2 separate regions of the Rattus norvegicus genome follow, and region 2 is linked to region 1. Evidence: chromatin contacts called from public Hi-C data. All regions are on one chromosome and are shown on one strand. Each heading gives the region's core, a stretch centred on a gene start, on an enhancer-like site or on the middle of the called end of the contact. The rest is flanking DNA. Distances are from core to core; before and after follow the strand shown.

Region 1 (7,327 bases), core at 1,256-3,755:
CAAAACACAGTTCCCCTCCAGTGCTGCTGACCGTGTTTGAGTCTACTAGGAATTCTGGCAGGACATGCTCTGAATCTCACCCTGCCCAAGCGCCACAAGACTAAGATATCTGGTCCTAGAAATACCTGCAACTGGTGTATAAATTCACAAAATTCGAATCTGTAGAAGGACTCCATCAATTTCCTCTCAATTGGATCCTCCAGCCCCATGGTCCATTGTTTCCACAGACACACTATTGCAGACCTGACAGAGCCACTGACGTTTACATAGACCCTGATAGACTTAGTACCCTAGAGACAATATACAGAGCCAATGATCAAAAGCCAGTTATGTTCTTTTCTAAGTCATGCAATGTACTTGATTGATAATAATTTTAAAGTTAACTCCTATGACCCCATAACCTGGCCAAAGGAATTTTAAAGTAGGTATATAGAACTGAAAGGTCTCCTTCTTTGCATTGTCAATAGGAAGATAACAATTTTTTTTGCAGAAGATTAATTATGTATCAAGTTCTTTTTGTTCTATTTAGTCTGTACAGTGGTCTTTTCTACTTTTTTATACTCAAGTAAATGGCAGAACTGGGACTGAACCCAAGCCTAGATAGCTGAACCTTAAATATGTATCTTTTCCATGAAACCACACTACTTCTTGTCTACTTTGCTCTGATAAATAAAATTCAGAGAACCAAATGCAGAATGGCCACACAGATTGGAGTGAAAAACAGAAAGTCGTAGAAAAATGAATGAACTCCTAATAATAGAGTCTATAATGAATTAATTATGGTGCATAATATGCCAATGTTATCAGCTCATACAAATGTACTGCTTGCTATAAGGTGTCAGGATTAGGGACAAATATGTGAAGGGTAAGTAGGAGCTCTCTTTACTATTTTTATGATTTATCAGCAAATCAAAATTATCCTAAAATAAAAGTATATGGTTAAGTGCAAGAAAAAATTTTTTTAAAGCAAGGAAGTTTTAAACTCAAATATTATCCTGATTGATAGCTATCTGCATGTTTTCAAGGAGGAGGAAGAAAAGGTATTGCCTATGATTATCGATTTTAAATCTGCCAAAGATGCCACTTACAATCAATCCTCAGCACCAATACCGTGGAAGAAGAAAATCAAAATCAGAGAGCCGACTCTCAAGAGTTGTCCTCTGACCTCCACACACGGGTCATGGCTGGCATGTGTGGTCTTGCATGTATGTGCACACACACAAAATAAATATTTTAATGGAGAACAGTTAGGTTCTGTATCAAATATCTCAGCTAACCAACAATAAAGTGGTAGCAAAAAGAGAGAAAGAAAGAAAGAAAAAAGAAAGAAAGAAAGGAAGAAGCAAACATCACCAGATTGAAGTGACAGCAGGTGACCCGAACCAACATGCTGGGATAGGCGGTTATAACTGACTGGGAAGCAGAGACGATACAAGGACACCCTGAAGTAAAGGTTGGTGGGGAGTGGGGGGGCATTTAGCTGTTAGATTTTGAGGAGCACCCACAGACAAACCCAACTGACCTACGGTAACCACAGAGACAGGCTCATCAATACCTTCTGAGCTCTAAGACCCCATGCACACCATGAAGGAAAGAAGCCCACTGAAGACAGCCACATTGCACCTCCACACTTTAGCCTCAAACCTGGAGACCAATCTTCCATTTGTCTCTGGACGGCAAAGGCTGCTGATCCAGTCAGCATACCTATTTATCACCTTCAAAGAGAAACTATTTATCCATCCTAGCACCGCACTGCGTGTGTAGGGGGTAGTGCTATTGGTGTCCAGATTTTGAGTGTTTCTACTATGGTAAGTAGACTTGAGTTCCTAGACCATTATAATTTAACTCTCTTCTATACTACTTATCCCTTAGAAATATCCAGTTTTATTTTCTATATGTTTGTTTGAATTAAATTCATCTCAGGGTTTCTGTTGACTTTTTTTTTTTTAATGCTTCTTGCTTTTGTCATTTCAAGGTTTTCCGAGCAGTTCTTCTCCTCTGGTATTTTCACTACTATCATTTCTTAGTGTTGTTCATGACCCTTTTGAATACACATCCTTAATAAAGACATCCCTTAGTGGGGGAGGAGAGGAGGGAGGTGCTGGGAAGCTTCGGAATTAGTCTCTGAAGTTCTGTCATCTACCTACTGAGGGTGGTCTCTTTGTTAAAAATTTAGCTGTCCAGACCTTAAGGTCACGCGATTAGTATTCCCTTGGGAATCACTGGGCCTTTCTTTGAAAGAGCTGTCCAGTTTTCAGGCCACACTAGATAACTGCCCATTCAGGAGCTTGGCCAGAAAAGAATGTCGGTGTTTTCCGGCAGGTAAAGGTGCCTGGGGGTCAGGGAGAGAGGGAAAGGCAAGGGGTGGAGTGGAAGGCGGGTGATCGACAGGGATAGAAACGGTGTCTCCTCCTCCCACTGAATGCGAAATAGCCAATGGGGTGGCGCGACCGGGCCGGCCGGGCGGCCAGTGCCATATAGTATGCAGCAACCGGAGGAGTCACGTTGGGGGAACGGCAGAAAGCAGCTATCCGTTTACACTACTTTGCTCTAGCAGCTATCTTAATGGTGACTGCGTGGCCTGGGGGAAACCTGATCGGCCAGATCCAGCCGAAACCGGGAGGGAGGGAGTGGGCTTTCCGGAGGGGGGAGGGGGAGGGAGACGAAGAAGGAGGAGTAAGAGAGGGGGAAAGAAAGAGGAAAAGAGTGCGAGGGAGTGAGGGAGGGAGGAAAATAAACAACAAAAAATGTCCTCTTCCTCCCCCACCGGGCAGATTGCAAGTGCGGCGGACATCAAGCAGGAGAATGGGATGGAAAGCGCCTCGGAAGGACAGGAGGCGCACCGAGAAGTGGCGGGGGGCGCGGCGGCTGGGCTGAGCCCCCCGGCTCCAGCTCCTTTCCCCCTGGAGCCGGGGGACGCCGCGGCTGCCTCCAGGGTAAGCCGGGAGGAAGGGGCAGCGGCGGCCGGAGCGGCAGATCAGGTACAACTCCACTCGGAACTTCTGGGCAGGCACCAGCACGCAGCCACCGCGCAGCCCCCGCTGGCCTTCTCGCCGGACCATGTCGCCTGCGTGTGCGAGGCGTTGCAGCAGGGGGGCAACCTGGACCGCCTGGCCCGGTTCCTTTGGTCCCTGCCCCAGAGCGACCTGCTACGTGGCAACGAGAGCCTGCTGAAGGCGCGAGCGCTCGTGGCCTTCCACCAGGGCATCTACCCTGAGTTGTACAGCATCCTCGAGAGCCACAGCTTCGAGTCGGCCAACCATCCGCTGCTGCAGCAGCTCTGGTACAAGGCGCGCTACACCGAGGCCGAGCGAGCGCGCGGCCGGCCGCTGGGCGCCGTGGACAAGTACCGGCTGCGCAGGAAATTCCCCTTGCCCCGCACCATCTGGGACGGCGAGGAGACGGTGTATTGTTTCAAGGAGAAGTCGCGCAACGCGCTTAAGGAGCTCTACAAGCAGAATCGCTACCCCTCGCCCGCCGAGAAGCGGCACCTGGCCAAGATCACTGGCCTCTCCCTCACCCAGGTCAGCAACTGGTTCAAGAACCGGCGGCAGCGCGACCGAAACCCCTCCGAGACCCAGTCCAAAAGGTGAGCGCCAACTTTCCTTCCTCCTCCCCCTTCCTCCCCCCCACCCCTTCCCAGCTTTCTTTTCCTCCAAGCGCTCGAAAACATGGCGCTTACCTTCCCCACCAGCCTGGTCCGGCTGCCCACCTCTCCCCGCCCCCCACCTCGCTTCCCTACGGGGAGGGGGGAAGACGCCGGTGGCAACGGGCGGGCGGGGGATCCTCCCTCCAAACCCTCCCCCTCCTGCCCCCAGAAGTTTCTGGTCGCCCTCCTAGGGCCAGTCCCCGCCCCCACCTCGGCTGGTCACTGCTGCCCGGCTTCCCACCCCCATCCTGCTGCCTTTGAAGTTGCCACTCTCGCCTTGGTTCTTTTAGGGAGTGTGTGTGCACGCCGACAAGGCTGCTCTCACCGCGGCTCGGGGCCCGCAGGGGCTGCCGGCGCGAGCCAGGGTCTCTTCCTCCACCCGGTCACCCAGAGCCTAGAGTGCGCACACGCTCCAGGGTACTCAGGGGTCGACTGAGCCCCAGGCTTGCCCTGGAGGTCACCGGGGGCGCTCTGGAAGGAAAAAGGGAGCGTTAATGAAGAGTAGTGACTCAGATGGGGTCTGGGGACGTCGAGGCTTTAATATGACAGAGCTAATCATTCACTCTGCCCGCCGCGGTTCCCATCGCTGCTTGGGCAGCGTGGGGTGTGGGTGCTGCTCATCTCTGCGGTGTTTTGAAACCTGATTCTGAACAACTTCGGATCGGGTTACAGTGCCTCAGAGGTGGCAAGACTGAAGGACAGTTTCTTGGACCCCCTAACACATCCTGAACCCCTACTGACCGGACAATTGGGACTAGGGGACACGCTGGCATAAGGTGGGCAGCAGGAAAGAAGTAGAGGAGCTATCCACTCAGTCCTCTTTCACACACACACACACACACACACACACACACACACACTTTCTGGTTTGAACTTTATTGTGTTTTCCTTTTCTTTCGTATAAAATGCAGATTTTTTTTCCCCTTCATCTCTTTTGTGTCCACTTGAGTCAGACCCTCGGCTGTATGTGAGTGTTTAGGTGTGTGTGAGTGTACGTGTTGTTGTTGCTACTGCTGCTGCTGTTGTTATACGGGTAAAGTAAGGAGAAGAAGGTTGATGGCCCATTCCCACGGGGATCGGAGAGAAGAGAATCTAAATGCAGTTCAAATGTTCTGCCCTTGGAAGGAACCCGGGAGCCATGGAGCCAGCCAGCCTGGGCCAGGTGAAGGTGATCACCCTGCGCATTCCAGAACCCGCCCTCACTACTTTGCCCTGCGTCCGGGTGGAGCCCTGAGGCCCAAAGATCACCCGAGGCGGGGAGAGAGGCGCACTGTGCAGCCCGGACCCTGGTTGCCGGTAACCATAAACAAAACACGCCCGGCGACCCGCAAGCAATCTCCCTCAGTTTTGAGAGTGGGGGCGACCCAGAGAAGGAGCACTGGTTAGGCGACCCTAACTACCCCGGAGTGCTCTGCTGAAGGAATCTCCTAGGCACTGGGTCTGAAGCCGGTGGCACATGCAGGCCAGCTGTCCTTTGCTATGGAGCCGGCCCAATTCACACACACAAACACACACACACACACACACACACACACACACACACACACACACACACACACACACGGAGCTACTTCATCCTCCTCCCCATTAACTCCATACCCTCAACCCCGAGCCCAGTTGCCTAGTATAGGCCCCTCTCCGGATCTACCTCCCACCCGCACCCCTGGTGAGTCACCCTTACCAATGGCGACGGCTGCTCTGCTTCAGCTCGTAAATCAAAGCGCTTTCTGCGCTCCTGGCCCCAAAGCCCAAAGCCTGGGTAATCCCCTCCCCTCAGCTTGAAAGGAAACCGACCACACTGGGATGTTGGATCCTCAGCTGGACCGAGTCGCACCAGGCTTCCAAACTGCTTCTGTCCTGCCCCGCCCAGATTCAAACCAAATGAGGAAAACTGCCACCATTCCTCCCTGACCTGAACTTGGTATTTCCCTTATGTCCAGGATCCTGGAATAGAAGGACTGAAGATTCAGGGAAGGAGTCTGATAGTTACAAGGCCACTGAGTGATGCCCACCTTGTCCCTCCCACCTCACCAGAGCACTGGATGGTGCCTGTGTAATAGGCCCCTATGGCTTCCTTTGGATTCAAAGGCAACTGTGCATATCGAGAGTTGCAAGTGTCTTTTTCCTACAAGGGCAAACCACTATTGAGTGAGAGTTGTCTCTCTGGTGAAATAGAAGTTTGGGAACAGGTGAGGAATGGTCTCTTGTTACCTATCTGGCAAATAAAACACCTCCCACCTCCTGCTCCTTTGGCAAGTCATCTACCTTCAAAAGAACTCGAATCTGAGATGGCTCTCCTAAAAAGCAAAACGACACGTTAACATTGAACAACTTGTTTCTGTGGCAGAGGTAGCAGTCCTTTTAATAGTTGGAGTAGCACATGATTGCTATAAGAATGAAAACACAGTATTAAATGCTTTCGGTTGAATTTTACATTGTCCAACCTTCTGGTCTTTCTCTGACTTTTTTTTTTTTTAAAGGGATCCAAATGCATCTTCTCATGGTCTGGGTGGGTAGAATTTGCTTAAAACCTCATAGTTTCAACAGGGCCAGCAGGTAATTAATTCTATTGTGCTTTGCCTAGCTATTTATTGCCTTTAATGGGTTTGAAGGATGTTTTACAAACTATGTCGATTGTCAATCCCTTGATCTTCAAAATGTCTTCTCCTCCCCCTGAACAGCGAATCAGATGGCAACCCCAGCACTGAAGACGAATCCAGCAAGGGACATGAGGATTTGTCTCCTCATCCACTTTCAGGCGCATCTGATGGCGTCACCAACCTCAGCCTTTCTAGCCACATGGAGCCAGTATATATGCAACAAATTGGAAATGCTAAGATATCATTAAGCTCGTCTGGAGTTTTGCTGAATGGAAGCTTGGTACCCGCAAGTACTTCACCCGTCTTCCTTAATGGCAATTCTTTTATTCAGGGACACAATGGAGTTATCCTTAATGGACTGAATGTGGGAAATACACAGACAGTGTCACTGAACCCACCCAAAATGTCTTCAAACACTGTGGGCAATGGCATAGCCATGACAGACATCCTGGGATCTACCTCACAGGATGTGAAAGAATTCAAAGTCCTCCAGAGTTCTGCTGTGAACTCAGCAGCCACCACCTCCTACAGCCCTAGTGCCCCTGTGTCATTCCCAGGGCTGATACCCTGTACTGAAGTGAAAAGAGAAGGCGTTCAGACAGTGGCCTCCCAGGATGGCGGCTCTGTAGTGACTTTTACTACACCAGTGCAAATTAACCAGTATGGCATTGTCCAGATCCCTAATTCTGGAGCAAATGGCCAGTTCCTTAATGGGAGCATTGGATTCTCTCCACTGCAGCTGCCTCCTGTCTCAGTATCAGCTTCACAAGGTAAAAGCCTCAATGGGTACCAATAATGCACCAGGGCACATGTTGGTGAGTTGCTTTTTTAAATGATAGGTTTAGTGGAAGCTATATAGATTCATGTTATTGTCCAGATACATCGTTGGCTTACACAATTAGAATAGCCTTGTTGTGGTTCCCAGTACCTAAATACTATCCAGCTTGCCTGATTTTCTTACGTCCTGGGGAATGGAGTTTTATCTCCCCCAAACAGAATGGAAAAGTACAGTTTATAGCAGACCATGCCAACTCTACAATTATAGGACAATGGTAAGTCAATCAGTGCTTATAAAATA
Region 2 (7,327 bases), core at 1,740-4,239, 280 kb before region 1:
TAGGGTGTCTTTCACTGTCCCACAGGGACTGGGAGCAGAAGTCACACCAGCTGTCAGGATATCTGCTAAGTTTCGAGTATCATAGGCTGGGACAAATGAGCAATGTCAGGTCTTGGCCTAGGGATGCTGGGTTCATGAGCTTTGAATTGACCGTTGGCATAGACAGCCCCTGAAGGGTTGTAGGTAAGGCACAGGGTGGTAACGTCAAGTTTACTTCAGGGAAGGGTTGCTGAAAGGGCAGGATGGAGACTAGAGGAGAAAGAGTTCAACCCAGGAGACCAAGAAATCAAGCCAGGCACAAGAGAGGTCGGTCACCTGGAAAGAGAATGAAGATTCTGTAGACAGAAAGCAGTTGCATTCACCAGGAGTGAAACGCTGGCTGTGTGGTGGAGCTGAAGTAAAAACAGTCTTCGGGTTGCCTGGGAGTGAATGAGGAAGCCTTTCGTGTCCTGCAAAGGGCAGTTCACAGTGTTGATATACAGACCAGCCCCAGGCAGTGGCCACATGCCGTCTGCTCGGTGGAGTGTGCGGATGGACTTTGGATATGCATCGAGGGTTTTTCTCTGTGTGCACGAAGACATGCGTGGTGTGGAACACAGTAGGAGCCTGATGAAAAGGACTTCGCTCATCTGGTCATATTAGAGCCAGACCTGGAGACAATGTGTAGGGTCACCTTCTGAGAGCTCTAAAAGCTTCTCTTCTCTAAATTAATCGCAGAATCACCCCCATCCTGCTTCATGCAGCTTTCTCTGACTCAGTGTCCACGATTCTCCTCGTCTTCATTATCCAGCTCTGATTTGATGCAAATTTTGCCAGACTAGGAACTGGGTACTTGCTGTGTGCACTCCACAATCAGGGAGACTGGGTTCAGTTATGAAGGCACTGATGGCTTTTAGAAGCCATTCAGGGCTGGAGTTGGTAAGAGAAAGAGAGGAGCTACCTGGGGAGAGGTCACAAACTGTAATTCAGAGGAGCAGATGAAGCAGTGGTGTGTGTGTGTGTGTGTGTATGTGTGTATGTGTGTGTGTATGTGTGTGTGTATGTGTGTGTGTATGTGTGTGTATGTGTGTGTGTATGTGTGTGTATGTGTGTGTATGTGTGTGTATGTGTGTGTATGTATGTGTGTGTATGTGTGTGTATGTGTGTGTATGTGTGTGTATGTGTGTGTATGTGTGTGTATGTATGTGTGTATGTGTGTATGTATGTGTGTGTATGTATGTGTGTGTGTATGTGTGTGTGTATGTGTGTGTGTGTATGTGTGTGTGTGTGAAGGCATTCAGTGCCTGCATCTCCTACCTGAAGACAGAAGTGAGGCCCACACTGCTTCCCTAACCCTGATTTCTCTGTAGTTTTTCTCTGATTTCCTTTAGAAAAGTCAGTAGGTTTTCCTGTCTCCCTCCCTCTGTCTCTATCTTAATGCAATGCCTTCTCCGGGGGCGCCGCAGCCATCTGGATATCGTCCCTCTGTCTGGCCACCTCATCAACTCACCATCCCTTTTATAATCTCATCTGAAAACACAGCCTTTCTCCTTTGCTTCTTAATTCCTCCCTCCTCGCACCGCTCCTTTCTCTTTCCCTGAGACTTTATTATGACTTTACAGAACCCCGGGGGATAGATTGCCTAGGACGCATGCACTGTAAAGTAAGTGCATATGGCCCATCTCTCAGCCGTCCAGAGCTAGGCCAGCTGTGCAACCTCACAGCGCAACAGCTTCGGAATACTGCACTGGCTTAAAAGCCACCCTGTTACCCGCAAGGACCTCCATGTTGTGCAGTTAACCTTAGATGTCTGTGACTGAGACGGTAGTAGGCTCAGTGGTTAGCAAGGCCAGACCCTGACGAGGTAAGCATGAGCCCTCCTTCAGCCCAAGAGGAGATCCGATATTAACTCCACGCAATTGGGAGCTTCCTGACATTGGTGTCCCTGTGGTGTTTCATAAGCCCTGACAGCTCCTTACCATTGTTTTAGGGGAAGCCTGCACCCCATTGCCCTCTCTGGAAATGAACACCCTGTCCCTGCTTTGGGTCTTGTCCCAGGATGAAGGAGGGGGGATGAATGCACATAATCAAAAACCTCAAACATGACCTGAGAGAAAAGAGTGCTGCGCCCCTTCCAAGAACCCTTCGCAGTTCCTTTTAATTAGCTTATGTTGTGTTCCTCTCGGGTGGGAGCAGCCCAGGGTCACCTGTCAACAGCTCTATCTATAGCAGAACCCCCATTGCTCACCCTGCCATCTCTGCTTGCACAAGGCTTGCTGACCCTGAGGCTCAGCTGTGAGAATCAATCATCCCCTTCCAGAATTCATCGTTCAGCAGCTACGGGGCCTCAGCTATTTTTATCACCCCCCCCCCAAGAAGCCGGTGGCCAAGGACGTGCCGGGATACCTTTGCTAGGGGTGTCGCCCTGGAAATGAGCGGTGGGAAGTCATGGCAGATGAGCTTCTGCCTCAAAGTTAAATCCAAAGGGCCTGACCTGGAACAGGACTACATTTGATCTTCTTCCATTGTGCAGCCTGCCCCAGAGGCTTACTCAGGGGAGACAGATGTCTCACAGAGGGAATGAGGCCAAGGACAGGGTGGAAGGACTTATGGTCGGAAGGAGAAGGAAAGAGTGCGTGGCCCAGGGTAACACATAACAAGGGTGTGGGATCATACGCTCTAGATGTCTGACCTCAATGACCTGCACAGATGCAGCCAAAAAAAAAAAAAAACTTGCTTCTCTGTTCGTGACAGTTGCCAGTCATTGCCGGTGCTTCCTGTGGGCCAGGCCTAAGGCTGGAAGTAGGCCTCTAGAATCTTCCCTAGAGTTGTCTAGAGTCTAGAGGACACGGAAAAATCAGGCCGAGCATCACCAAGCCCTGGTGGTCCTAGGGCTACAGTGAATAAAGGGTTCACTGTAGGTGTGGAGCCTGCAGGGTACAAGTGTGGGGTATACTGAAGCAGTTTATATTTGCAGAGGTCCATTTGATAGCCTCAACAAGCTCTTCGGCATAACCTCTGAGGTAAGGGCATATTTTTAGTCTGTGTAAAAATAGTCTGGCTGGCTGGCTGGCTGCACATAGGTATGCTTTGCTCACCAGAGCCCAGCAGAGGGAACAATGAAGAAGGCTCAGGTGCCCTGAAGCACTTTCATCTCAGAGAAGGGGGTTTGTGGCCCCCAGAGCCTTAAGGAGGTGAAAGTTGCCTCCTGTATGTATTGTAGGTGACAGGGAAATGGGTGACCTTCAACCTCTCTAGATTCAAGGCAGAACCGAGTAACGAAATTAAGTGGGCCAGAAACCAGGGTCCTCCTGAGCTGGGGAGAAGCCAAGTTGCCTGCAGCCACTCATCTCTTGGAGAAGAGTGGGGTAGGGGAGTCTGTTGGGAGGGTGGCCCCACACAGACACCTGCAGACAGGGTTCTAGGTTTCATTCCTAAGGGCAGGAGTTCAGAAGCAGAATATATTGGTCCCTTGAACCGGTGAGCAGTGGATCTGGTGGCAGTGGCAGCAGCCCCAGGGATAAACTGAGGTGTTTATCAACTACCCTGGGGCCCTGGAGTCCAGCAAGGCCAAGAAGAGGTCCTTTGCAGGTTACCTTGCTCAAGGTTCTGTCACTCTGATCAGACACTTGGCTTCTCTGACACTGTCACATCCCTGCCACACATCTAATGATACGAGAGTGCTAACAATGTAATGTTCAATTTTAAAGGCAGGGTAACAACTATATACAGCATATGATCTAAAGGCTTTTATTATTGTAACCGTTACTACAAAGAGAGAGTCCTTGTTTAGACACATTTGTTCCTAAGCCACTTTCTTGAGGAGAAGGCTATAGGCAGGTGTGCAGAGCAAGAGAAGGGATGATTTGAGACATGGTGGAGGGTGAGGAGGAAGGAGCAGGCAGTTTGGGGCTGTGTGTCTGAGTCCTCTCCAAGCAAAAGGCTCACAGACGCTCCATGGGGCTGGTCAGCTATGGGTATAAGGAAGCTTAGTGTTCTAACCAAAGGTGTTACCACTGCTGTGAACTGAACCTCCACTGTGTGCCTGCCTATGGTGTTCTATAAAGCCTGCCAAGTCAATAGCCATTTTACCCAGTGGAGATCCAGAGAGAGACCTGTGAGACAGTAAAGTGTGGGCCACCTAACCAAGTTAGTATGGATACTGATGCTTGAGGGCTGGAGTTGATAAAGTGTTTTGCCACGTGTATTAGTCAGGGTTCTGGAGAGCGATGGAACTTATAGAATGAATCTACAGAGGGGGGGGGGGAAGGGCTTTGTTAGAATGGCTTACAGTGTGGTCCAGCTAGCCCAACAATGGCTGTCTACCAATGCGAGGTCCAACAATCCTGTAGCTGTTTAGACCGTGAGTCTGGACGTCTCAGCCAGTTGTCCGTGTATGCCGGAATAGCAAAGTAGGCTCTAATGCGGTGAAGGAGCGGACTCTCTAGCGAGAAAGCAGGCAAAGGGAGACGCTTCCTTTCTGCATGTCCTTCATTTACAGTGCAAGCAGAAGGTGTGGCCACAAGATACGGTGGGTTTTCCCACCTCAGAAGATCCAGCTTACAGGTGTATCTCCTGACCTCAAAAGATATGAATTGAAAGTGGGTCTTCCCACTTGAAATGATTTAATTAAGAGAAAGAAGTCCCTCGCAGGTGACCTAGGCGCTTGGGTTTTAGTTAATTCCAGATGTAGTCAAATTGGCAACCAAGAATAGCCATTATCAGATAAATCTCTGTATTGTCTACAGAGAGAGTTCAAGGAAAGTCAGGGCTACACATAGGAAGCCTGCCTTGAAAAACAAAATTAATTAATTAATGAAAGCAATAATAGCCACCATACCATGTAAGCACAAGGACCTGAGTTTGAGTCCTGAATCGCCATGAAAAATTATGCACAAGAACATGGCCGCTCTGACTCTTACATGCATGCACACACGCACACATTCACACATGTGTGCATACACACACAGAGAGACACACACATGACCATATGCACTTGTGCGCGCGCGCGCGCACACACACACACACACACACACACACACACACACGACCATGGGCACTCATGTGCACACACACAGGCAGGAAGCATAAAATAAGTGCTTGGAAGACAGGATTCATCTCAGAGAACCCAAGCTTCTCCGGAGTGTGTAGAGAAATTGGGGAGGGGGCTCTGAACTTCCCTGGAAGCACTAAATAGCAATGAGCCTCTTCAAGAGAAGCAGAAGCTGGGAAGTCCTCTCTGAGCCCTGACAGTTTAAGTGTTTGGGCGTCCATGATGTTACACACGGGGTGAATTTCAGAGTTATACCCAGGTAGTGAAATGTAGGAGGATAACTATTCTCCTTTTTATGTACTTTGAAAATTTCTGGGTCAGTGAAATGGCTCAGGTGGTAAAGGCATTTGCCACTGTCCTGGTTAGGGTCACTACTGCTGTGATAAAACAGCAGGATCAAAAGCAAGTTGAGGAGGAAAGGGTTTTTTTTGGCTTACGCTTCCACATCATTGTTAATCGCTGAAGGAAATCATGGCAGGCACTCAGTGTAGAACCTGAAGGCAGGAGCTGATGCAGAGGCCATGGAGAGGTGACGCTTACTGGCTTGTCCACGTGGCTCACTCAGTCTGCTTTCTTATAGAACCCAGGACCACCACAGTGGGCTGAGCCCTCCCACAACAACAACTAAGAAAACATTCAACAGCCTTGCCCACAGCCCAGTCTTACGGAAGTATTTTCACAACTGAGGCTCCCACCTCTCTGATGACTCTAGCTTCTGTCAAAATGACATGAAACCAGCCAAGACACTAAAACAGTCACTAAACCCGACAACCTGAGTTCAATCCCTGGAAGCTACATGGTGAAAGGAAAGAACTGACTTCTACAAATGGGCACCTGACTTGTATGTATGTGCCTTGACATGTGCATGCACACAGACAGACAGACAGACAGACAGACAGACAGACAGACAGACAGAGACACACACACACACACACACACACACACACACACACACACACACACACAAAGAAATATCTGCGTACTGGATAGATGTCCCACTCACTGAGATGCTGCTCTTACAGACCAGGGCTCCATTCCCAGCATCCACGTCTCATAGCTACCTGTACCTCAGCCTCAAGGAATTCAACGCTGTCTTCTGACCTCCACAAGCATCACGCATATACATGGTGCACATACATAAATTTAGGCAAAAATCAGGGCTGGAGAAATTGCTCAGTGGTTATGACTGCTCTTCCAGAGATCCTGAGTTCAAATCCCAGCAACCACATGGTGGCTCACAACCATCTGTAATGAGATCTGATGCCCTCTTCTGGTGTGTCTGAGGACAGCTACAGTGTACTTATATATAATAAATGAATAAATCTTTTTAAAAATGTAGGCAAAAATCATTTTTAATATACACAAAATAAAATAAATACAAAAGTTTTTTTTTAATCCTATTTTAAAAGAAGAAATTTCCAGCTCTTGACTAGAGATATGAATCGGACGGTAGAGTGCCATGCACAAGTCCTGGGCTTGAGTGTCCTGCTCCGAATGAACTAGGCATGATGGATGGTGATGCCAGAAATCCCAGCACTAAGGAAACGGAAGCCAGAGGATCAGGAGTTAAAGGCCAACCTCAGCTACAAAGCAGGTTTGAGGTCAGTTTGGGATACACAAGATTTCACTTCAAAAAGACTTTCCTCCCTAACCATTCTGTAATAACTCCAGTTGTGAAACTACATTTTATAACTTTGGGGAAAAAACACAGAGTGTAAGCACTGTCATTCCACATGGTGTGTAGAGTACTCTCCTGGCCTCTGGGTTGGCCCTCACATGACTGAGGTCAGCTCTGGGTCCCTGGGCCCCTGCCTGCTCACCAACACACTGAGGTGACATGACACTCTCAGGACATTCCAGTCTGGTCAGCAGCCCAGATCTCACTGTTGGTCACAGCATCAGGCCCATGTGCAACAAACTGTCCCCTAGCAACAAGAGGTGTGACTACAGTTGTCAGGCGACAACCTGTGTTTGTAATCTCATGCTTGGAGCTTTGCTTCTACTGCTGGGGATCTGAAAAGGCGTTCTACCCTGGGTGCCAATCCGAGGGCTGCTTTCAGGGAAAAAGAGGAGGCTTTGAGAGAATTTGCAGATCCATTTTGTGATGGTTCTCTCAAACACTTTTTACTGTGGTCGATATATTTATGCTTGAGGAAGAGGGAGGGAAGGAGGGAAGGAGGGAGGGAGGGAAGGAAGGAAAGAAGAGAGGGGAGGAGGGAAGAGGGAGAGAGATCAGTACACACAGCGGAGGGAAGAAGGACAAGCAATATCAAGGTTGTTTGACAAAGCTTCAAG

The links. A called contact is a pair of places that touch in the nucleus more often than the background predicts.
Region 2: a contact with region 1 is called in a Hi-C map of psoas muscle, with 2.0 times the contacts expected there. The contact joins the enhancer-like site here to the promoter of Six4 in region 1.

Annotation. Positions count from the first base shown.
Region 1 is chr6:97,547,050-97,554,376 of GRCr8, reverse strand. Six4 (SIX homeobox 4) reads left to right here and starts at 2,505. Exons shown (of 3, transcript NM_001414919.1): 1 at 2,505-3,589; 2 at 6,331-7,019. The coding sequence starts at 2,748. It also overlaps a transcript of Mnat1 not described here.
Region 2 is chr6:97,829,958-97,837,284 of GRCr8, reverse strand. No RefSeq gene overlaps it. Among named protein-coding and RNA genes, the nearest start is that of Slc38a6, 110 kb to the right of the region's middle. Within about 2 kb of position 2,989, at least 11 of the 93 cell types and tissues checked have an H3K27ac peak or open chromatin away from gene starts, as enhancers often do.